Regions from separate parts of the Sus scrofa genome. Here all the other regions are linked to region 1. The links are chromatin contacts, called in public HiChIP or PLAC-seq maps. All regions are on one chromosome and are shown on one strand. Each heading gives the region's core, a stretch centred on a gene start, on an enhancer-like site or on the middle of the called end of the contact. The rest is flanking DNA. Distances are from core to core; before and after follow the strand shown.

Evidence for each region. HiChIP or PLAC-seq counts read pairs in DNA pulled down with a chosen protein or histone mark.
Region 2: an H3K27ac HiChIP or PLAC-seq map of alveolar macrophages shows a contact between it and region 1. The contact joins the promoter of LOC100524308 here to the promoter of RAD50 in region 1. A contact is called at or near these places in 1 of 5 promoter capture datasets (liver) and 1 of 2 datasets of contacts at active chromatin or transcription factors (alveolar macrophages).
Region 3: a contact with region 1 is called in an H3K27ac HiChIP or PLAC-seq map of skeletal muscle, with 7 times the contacts expected there. The contact joins the promoter of SOWAHA here to the promoter of RAD50 in region 1. A contact is called at or near these places in 2 of 5 promoter capture datasets (fetal liver and liver), 2 of 47 Hi-C or Micro-C datasets (fibroblasts and liver) and 2 of 2 datasets of contacts at active chromatin or transcription factors (alveolar macrophages and skeletal muscle).

Annotation. Positions count from the first base shown.
Region 1 is chr2:134,843,117-134,845,856 of Sscrofa11.1, reverse strand. RAD50 (DNA repair protein RAD50) reads right to left here and starts at 1,397. Exons shown (of 25, transcript XM_003354274.4): 1 at 889-1,397. The coding sequence starts at 1,017. The region is part of intron 13 of SLC22A5 (solute carrier family 22 member 5); the gene reads right to left. It also overlaps a transcript of IL5 not described here.
Region 2 is chr2:135,184,961-135,187,700 of Sscrofa11.1, reverse strand. It overlaps LOC100524308 (cytochrome b-c1 complex subunit 8), which reads right to left and starts at 1,335. Exons shown (of 3, transcript XM_003354278.4): 1 at 1,196-1,335; 2 at 887-1,054. The coding sequence starts at 1,040.
Region 3 is chr2:135,137,943-135,140,682 of Sscrofa11.1, reverse strand. SOWAHA (ankyrin repeat domain-containing protein SOWAHA) reads right to left here and starts at 1,405. Exons shown (of 1, transcript XM_003123927.4): 1 at 1-1,405. The coding sequence starts at 995.

The sequences.
Region 1 (2,740 bases), core at 148-2,647:
ACAGAAGTCTCTCTTTAGGTGGCGCACTCAATACAAAGCTAGGTACATAATAACCATTCAATTATTTTTACATAAACAAATAAAAGTAGACAAGAGTCTGGCACTCAGCTCTCAACGTTAAACCTTATCTCTTTTTCTACACTTTTCAGTTCATTTACTCTTCTCCCTATTACCATGGATCACCTGGCTTTTTCTCAAACCACCCTTTCAAATCAGAGCCTCTTGGCTACTCTCTTCCTGTAACTGCATTCCATCCTGGGCTCAACTCAAATTTCTAAATATTTCCAGGGCTTTAAAACGTCAGTGTAAGCTGTATTCCAATTTTTAATTTTGATTAGGGAAGAGCATCCTAAAAACAAAATAGTTTCCAATTTAACCAAGCCCCAATGCAAGTTTCATTTTTAAATTATGTCATTTATTTATCATGTATTATGCTCAGTCGGATAGAGATTCTTCTAAAAGTCACATATTTACACTTTATAATTTTAAATAAACCCTGTACTGGGATAACTACCAGAAGTGAATGCTATGCTAGGGAGCGTTCAAAAAATATCAATGAGGACAAAAAGGCTTCTTGTGGGACTGTGAGCTCGCTGAGGTAGCTCCTGGCCCCTTGGGATTGTCAAAGAAACCTTGTCCATCGGACTGGCCTGGACACAGGAGCGTGTTTGGTGGGTACATGAAGTCGCTGTGGCCCGAAGGGACACCAAGCCACGCCCCGCGGCCGGGAGTCACCCGGAAGCCCAGGTACACCTCGGGGCCCCAGGAGCTGAGCCAGACAAGACTCCTCTCTTCCTAATCAAGAGTTCCGAACTCTGCAGGTATTTTACTCCTCAGATTTGTAAAATGTGGCGACCTGTAAACTGAAGGCGGATACTCAAGACTTACCGTCTTCCCCGCCCCATTGGGTCCGACCAAAATTGTGAGGGGACTGAAGAAAGTAATAATTTGCTTATCTTTATCCTCTATTCCAAAACTCCGTACGCCCAGAATGCTCATCTTTTCGATCCGGGACATGTTTGCAAATTATTTCTTTTCTCAACACCAAGGGTGTAGAGCCGGGGGCCCACCAAGCTTTAGCAGTGAGGCCGGAGGAGGGCGAGCGTGGGCCTTAAGGACTCCGTACCGGGGTTCGGAGTACCAGGGTTGGGAGTACCAGGGTTGGGAGGCTCCAGGTGCGAGCGAAGGCTCCGGCTGGAACCGTTCCTCCCACACGGGCTTCCTTCCTGGCAGGAGGGCGAAAGCGGGGGTGGGGGCCAGTCCGGGGCTGCCAGCGGGAGCCGCAGAACCCACGCCTAGGGACCCCCGCAACCGTGGGCACTCACAGACTACCACCTCCGCTGCGCCACGGGTCACGTAAGCGTTTCTGCGGCCGGCGCGCTTTTACGCCGCCCCGGGGCACGCCGGGAAGTCAGAGGCTCGCGGTGCGCGCGCAGCTCTGGCTTCCGGAAGCCGTCCCTCCTTACGGGAGTGTGAACCCGGTCCCCCTTGGCGTGGATTCTGCTCTGTTAAGGGCAAGGCGGCACCGGGAGGAGTTAACGCTAACGGACTACAAAGACTTGTGATGGGCAGCGATTCTCAAAGCGTGATCTCGGGTCTCCTACAGCGGAATGGGGTCCGGTGTCCATTCGTGTGAAAACTTTTTCTAACAATAGTAACACGTTGTTTGCTTTTGCGCTTCATTCGCTCCCTAACGTACAGTGTTTTCTAGTCATCACATGACGTATGGAGACACAATTGCAATGATGGCTAACGTGTTTGTATAGTGTTGTGCATTTAAAAAAAAAAATCTCAATTTTAGTTCTGAGTAAATATTAATAGTTATAACTCACATAAAAGCTCGAGTGTAGAAAGGTGTTTAATACCAAGTTTGTAAACTGCTATTGTAGACCAAAAGCCAAAAAGCTGTTTTAAAACTATAACATGTTATGCAAATATGTGAAGGAAATCCATTCTTGAAAGTACCACCACATGCCAGGAATAGATCCCTTTATAATAAGAGGTTCAGGGAATTCCCATTGTAAGGCAGGGGGAACGAATCCGACTATGGATTGCATGAGGATGCAGGTTTGATCCCTGGCCTTCCTCTCAGTGGGTTGAGGATCTGGTGTTGGCTGTGAGCTATGGTGGAGGTTGCAGATGTGGCTTGGATCTGTCGTTGCTGTGAACAGCTCCAACTGGACCCCTCGCCTGGGAACTTCCATATGCCACAGGTATGGTCCTAAAAAAATAAAACCAAGTAAGAGGTTCAGGAATTCCTGTAGTGGCTCAGCATGTTAAGGACCCTAAGAACTGGACATTGTCTCCCTAAGAATGGATCCTTGGCCTCACCCTGTGGGTTGAGGATCTGGCCTTGCCCCACCTGCAGCTTCGATCCAGTGTTGCCATGGCTGTGGCCATGGTTTAGGCCTGCATCTGCAGCTCCTAATTGACATTAGCCTGGGAACTTACATATGCTGCAGATGCCACTGTTAAAAAAAAGAGAGAGTGGAGTTCCTGCTGTGGCCTAAGGGGATCAGCAGCATCTTGGGAGCACTTGGACACAGGTTCCATCCCCAGCTCCGCACAGTGGGTTAGGATCCTGCATTGCCCCAGCTGTGGCTTAAGTCAAAACTGCAGCGTGGATCTGATCCTTGGTCTGGGAACACCATATGCCTTGGGGCTGTCAAAAAAAAAAGAGCACAATTCAGCTATGCAAGATGAATAATAAGAGAAATACTGTATGCCATTGTGCGTATAT
Region 2 (2,740 bases), core at 86-2,585, 340 kb before region 1:
TCACAGTATATTCTGATTTCCTGCCTGTAATTTCTTTTTTTTTTTTGTCCTTTTGTTGTCTTTTTGTTGTTGTTTGTTATTGTTGCTATTTCTTGGGCCGCTCCCGCGGCATATGGAGGTTCCCAGGCTAGGGGTTGAATCGGAGCTGTAGCCGCCGGCCTACACCAGAGCCACAGCAACGCGGGATCCGAGCCGCGTCTGCAACCTGCACCACAGCTCACGGCAACGCCGGGTCGTTAACCCACTGAGCAAGGGCAGGGACCGAACCCGCAACCTCATGGTTCCTAGTCGGATTCGTTAACCACTGCGCCACGACGGGAACTTCTCCTGCCTGTAATTTCTAAGAAAACACTCTTAAAACAGATGATCAAGAAAGGTTACATTACACACCCATTTTGCAGGTATGTAAAAAGGGTTTACCCAGGAAAATGTGTGCCTATCCCTCCCCTGTTGCACTTTTTAAAATACTGAGATAACTGAGATAAAATTCACGTAACATGAACTTTATCATTTAACCATTTTGAAATATATTTCTATAGGTAGCAAAGTCACAAAGATGTGCAATTATCCTATTAGCTGCACCCTTAATACAAAACAGTTCAGCGCTAAGGGAAAAGTGGGTAAAGGTGACCTCAGAGGAAGACGTTGGCGTCCCAAGTGACCTTGGACCAGTCATATAAGTTCTATGTGACTCACCCCTGTCATCTGGAAGATGGGGACGATGATATGACCAGTTCAAGGGCCTTCAGGAATATTCAACGAGAAAACGTGTGTACAGAGAGCTGCAGAGTGCCTACTCGTAGCAGAGCACTGAGGGGACCCGCAGTTCCCACTGTGACTAGGAGTCCAGCTCCCCCCCCACCGCCCGCCCAGCCAGGACACTCACGCGGCGCAACACGAAGGATGCACGCCCGAGTGCGGCGCAGCACATTGGGGATGCCCTTAGTGAAGTAGTGCGGGAAGGCGCGCTGCTCGAAGGGCGACAAGCTGTAGGTGATCACATGGCGCATCCGCGTCAGATGCCCAAACTCGCGACCCATGATCGCACCTGCGCCTGCAAGACGGAAAGACAACAAGCGCTGGGTTCAGGCTCCGGATGCGCCGTCCCCAACCCGAGGTCCTCCCCAAAGCTCCTGATCCCTCCCGGGGCCACCGAGACCGAGCAACCGGACCCTACTCTCCAAACCGAGGTCACCTCGCCCTCCACAGGACGGGATTCACCGGCTTCCGCCTGCCACTTCCGGTAGGATCGGGCGCTGCGCAAGGAGGCGGTGAGGTCACTTCCGGGAGGACCCATTCCCGGCGTTCTCCAGGGGAAGGCGCCATTGCTTCCAGTGTGGGAGTTAAGTACCCCCTTCAGGTGACGTGTGATGGACGGCGCCTGCCCGGGGTCCGGGCAGAGCACGGCTGAGCGGGCGCTGGAGCTCCGGCGTGGCTCAAGGTTTTCCTCGGGCCTCACCTCTCCCGGAAGACGCAAGAAGCGGCCGGAAACGAGCGGACTAAGAGTCGGAGAGCAAGGGGCCCGCCGACCTCAAGCGCCGCGCTGGCAGCGCGCTTAGGGCCCGGCGTCATCGCGCGGTGGAGAGCGCCCCTGAGGTCGAAGGAAGTCCAGCCGCCTTGCACCTGACGCGAGGTTTTACACGGTCTTGTTCTGTAGCAGGATCGGGGCTCGTTTATGTTCAGACCCTTCGAGACTCCAGGACACGAATCAGGGACACGAATCTGGGGCTTCTCTTGGCAATCTGGATTATATTTCACTGGTAGGGTGTAGGTTTTCCCGAGAGAGAATAAAAACGTTTCCTTAAACTCAGCCACGGGAGACCTCAAATAATTGTCCAGCAACTGATGAACTGCTGTTAGTGGTGGCAAGAGGCGACCTCCATAGCCCCCGCTCCCCCACCCCGACAGAGTTCAGCCTAGAGCGGGATGTCACGTGACCCACAATTCATTCCATTTCCAAGGAAGGGAGGCAGGAATGTTGCAGGTGATGCCGTTTTTTGTTTTTGTTTTTGTTTGGAAAATGCTTTCTACTTAAGGCGGCTACTGCCGCCCTGTACAGCTGACTGACTTTTTCATTTGATGCAGCGTATCTGTGAATGTTCCGTACACGGAATTGCTGGTCATATGTCATTTAAGACCAAGCTCGTTTTCAGCAGTTTGGTTGTGTTTTATAACCCTTCCTAACCAAGGGCCAGGGAGGCTGAACAGGCGATAAACCTAAAATTTACAGATATACCTCGGTTTTATCAGCCTAGGTACTGAATAGACGGCTTCTTTATCTTGTACCTTGAGTGTACTCAGCTATTTAAGGTGCAGCCTTGTCTTCTTTCTCTAAAACATTATCTCTAACCTAATCTCAGACCAGAGGCAAGAACATACTTGAAACAGATGAAAACACAAATACCCTAGAAAATTCTCCCACCTTCTGGACGATCGATGAAAAATAAAACTTTGATTTTCCAGCACCTGAAAATATCTAAACCTTTCAACTAAAAGTATGTATAGATAAATGTGGAAAGTAAAGACATCAAGATACTACATTTTAAAATGTCAGGATCAAAGGTGACGTCCTACTTTTTAAAGCATGTTGCAGTCTTCCAATTATACATCCTTCCTAAGCTCCTTTTCAGAACTAGGGAACTTAACAGTTCTCTGCTCTCTGGAATTTCAGTGCCAGTTGTGACTTTCACCCTCCGAAGTAACTTGCAGTAAATAATTATTCTAAGCACCTGGAAGCGGA
Region 3 (2,740 bases), core at 156-2,655, 290 kb before region 1:
TCCAGGGGCACGGCGGACGGCGGCGGTGCAGCGGGCACCTCTTCGGTGTCGGGGCTAAGCAGGCGCTGGCCGGCGCGTGACAGGCGTCTCAGGTGCGGGGAGCGGCCCGGACCCAGGCTGAGGCCTAGGCCAGGCTCCTCTACCGAGAGCCGCCGCAGCAACAGCGGGGAGCTCCGAGGGCTGGGCTCCTCCGACAGCTGCCGACGCAGGCCTTGATCTTCCGTCCGGATCCGGAAGGGACCCGGGACGCAGCGCACCGGCAGCATGCAGGGCTTCTGCAGCGGCGCGCGCGGAGGCGGCGGTGGCGGTGACGGGGGCGGTGGCGGCCCTTTTGATTGTCTAGGCCCAGGTTCCAGGTCTGGCGGCTCTGCGTGGGTCAAGGTTGCCTCCGAAGGTGCCCTAGACGGTGGAGCCACGTCTGCAGAGAGCCCCTCGGAGGGTTGGGATAGCTCAAAAGTTGGAATCTGCGGGTCCGAGGGCCCCCCTGACTGCAGGGCCGGGCTTAACAGCAGCTCCCTGGTTGGCAGAGTGGGCTCGGAGGCCGGAGCCCCGAGGGTGTCCTGCGACTCTGATGGTGGAGCCGGGTCTCTAGGTGGTTCCACCGCCTTCTGCTCGGAGGCCAAGGATGGAGTGCCCGAGGCAGCGGCTTCCACCTGTGAGACGGAAGTGATCTTCGACGGCGGGGCTAGTGTCCCCGGGGTGCTGTTCCAGCAGGTGGTCAGGGGCTCTGGTCCCTCCCGGGGCCGCAGCTTCTTCCTCAGCACCACGAATTTGACGCCGTCGAACTCTTTCACCACGGCCACGTCGTTGACAAACTGTTTGAAACGATCCCTGCGGGCTGCACGGCCGCGCGGGTCGCCTGCATCCAGCAACGGCTTGAAGCGGCTCAGAAGCTCGGAGTTGCGCACCTTTCCGCCGTGCTCCTGTAGGAAGCCCAGCACCGCCGCCTGGCTCACCCCGGCGGCCGCAGCGGCCGCGGCCGCGGCCAGCGCCATGGTCAGGGTCCGTACCCTCTCGGCAGGGAAGCCGGGGCCGCCCCCCTCCCACCGACCCGCGGCTCCCGGTTGCGCGGCAGGTGTACGTCGCGGCGCCGGCCGGGAAGTGCAGGAGCCCGGGTTCCGGGAGTCAAGTCCGCCTCGGCCAGGCTCACCTGATCGTTGTCACCGAGGCGTGACGGGCGTGTCCCCGAGGCTGGACCTTGGTCACGCCCGCGCCGCGGAGTCCGGGAGTCTCGCGGAAAAAGGAGCTGGGGGCCGCGGTGCGCGCCCCCCGCCGCCGCCCCGGGGGGCCCCCAGTCTTCGGGGTAGGTTTCTGCCTTTATATTCTGTCCAATGGGCGCCGGGCTCCATCCCCTTGCGTGCGGTGCTCGCCTTACAGGTGACAGCTGCCACCAGGGCCGCGGTGGGAGTAGGGGAGCGGAAATTCTCCACCGCCCCTCCCAATTGGAGAATTAAAGGCGCAGTGCCAGGCTTCAGCTCGGCTCCCGGTTGCTAGGTGGGTGTGTTCGCCAGGGATGCCGCGGTCTACAGGCGAGGCAAGGATTTTTACTCCTTTCTGAAATATTTAACCACCACAAAATACTGGGCGATTGCTTAAAAGCAATACTTTATTTGAAAATCGTCACTACCTCTTGAATTGTTGACTGCGTTTCACACAGGAAAAACGGCTTCATGCAACTTGCGGTGAAGACCGTTTGCTGCGGATGGCAACGTATGCCATCCGAGGTTTAGAAGAGACGTTTTAAACAGCAATTTTCTTATGATAAAATAATACATGTTCGCATCGAATTTTGGGAGGAAACCCACAGGAAAGCCTAAGGAAAATAGCATTTGAAATCATTAATAACATTTGCACTCTTTTTCTCCTCCCTCCCCCATACGCATGTGTATACATGTGTATGCTTTACTGTAAGAAAGCAAAATTGGAATCGTGTTTTTTTAAAAAATTCACTTCACCAATATTTGTTGCGCACTTCGTTTGTGCCAGTGCCCTTTCAGTCTGTGATACATCAGTAAGCAAGACAGCTGACCTCGTGCAGCTTGCGTGGTAATGGAGGAGGGGGAGGGACAAAGAGACGTGATGGGTGAATCTGAAAATTGTATAATATGTTGGAGAAATGCTATGGAAAAAATAAAGCAGAGTAAGACGGAGGGGCAGGTTGCAAGTTTGAATCCTGTGTTAGGGGCAGGACTCCTTGTAAAGGCCACAGCTAAGCAAGGGCTTGAAGAGATGGGGGGGGGGCGGTGGTTAGGTAGCTAGGTAGGAAAAGAAGCTTTTTCAGCAAAGGGAGCAGCCAGGGCAAAGGTGAGATCAGTTTTTTAATTTGCAAACACAATCCTTCAAAGATATCACCAGAGGCACCATACCTTAGTAGTTAAAAAGAGCAAAACTCTAGAGTCAAAATTCCACACTTGAATCCTGGCTCTACATTGGGCTACTTGCTTGACCTCTCTGTGCCTCAATTTTCTTATCTGTGAAGGGGTAAGGAGATGGTACTAATTATACTCAGGTCACCAGGCTGTGAGGAGTGAGAGAATGGACGTAAAGCACTTACAACAATGCTTGGCTCACAGTAAACATTCAAATTATTAGTAGCAGTATAGTCGCTTCTATTATTCTTACCGAAGGGGAAAAAAAAAGAGAACATAGGAAAGTTCTCCCTTTTCCCAAACCCTTTGCCCAGAGACAATTTCCATCTTCGGCTATTTCTGGAATGCATTTGACCTTCTTTGTAACCTCA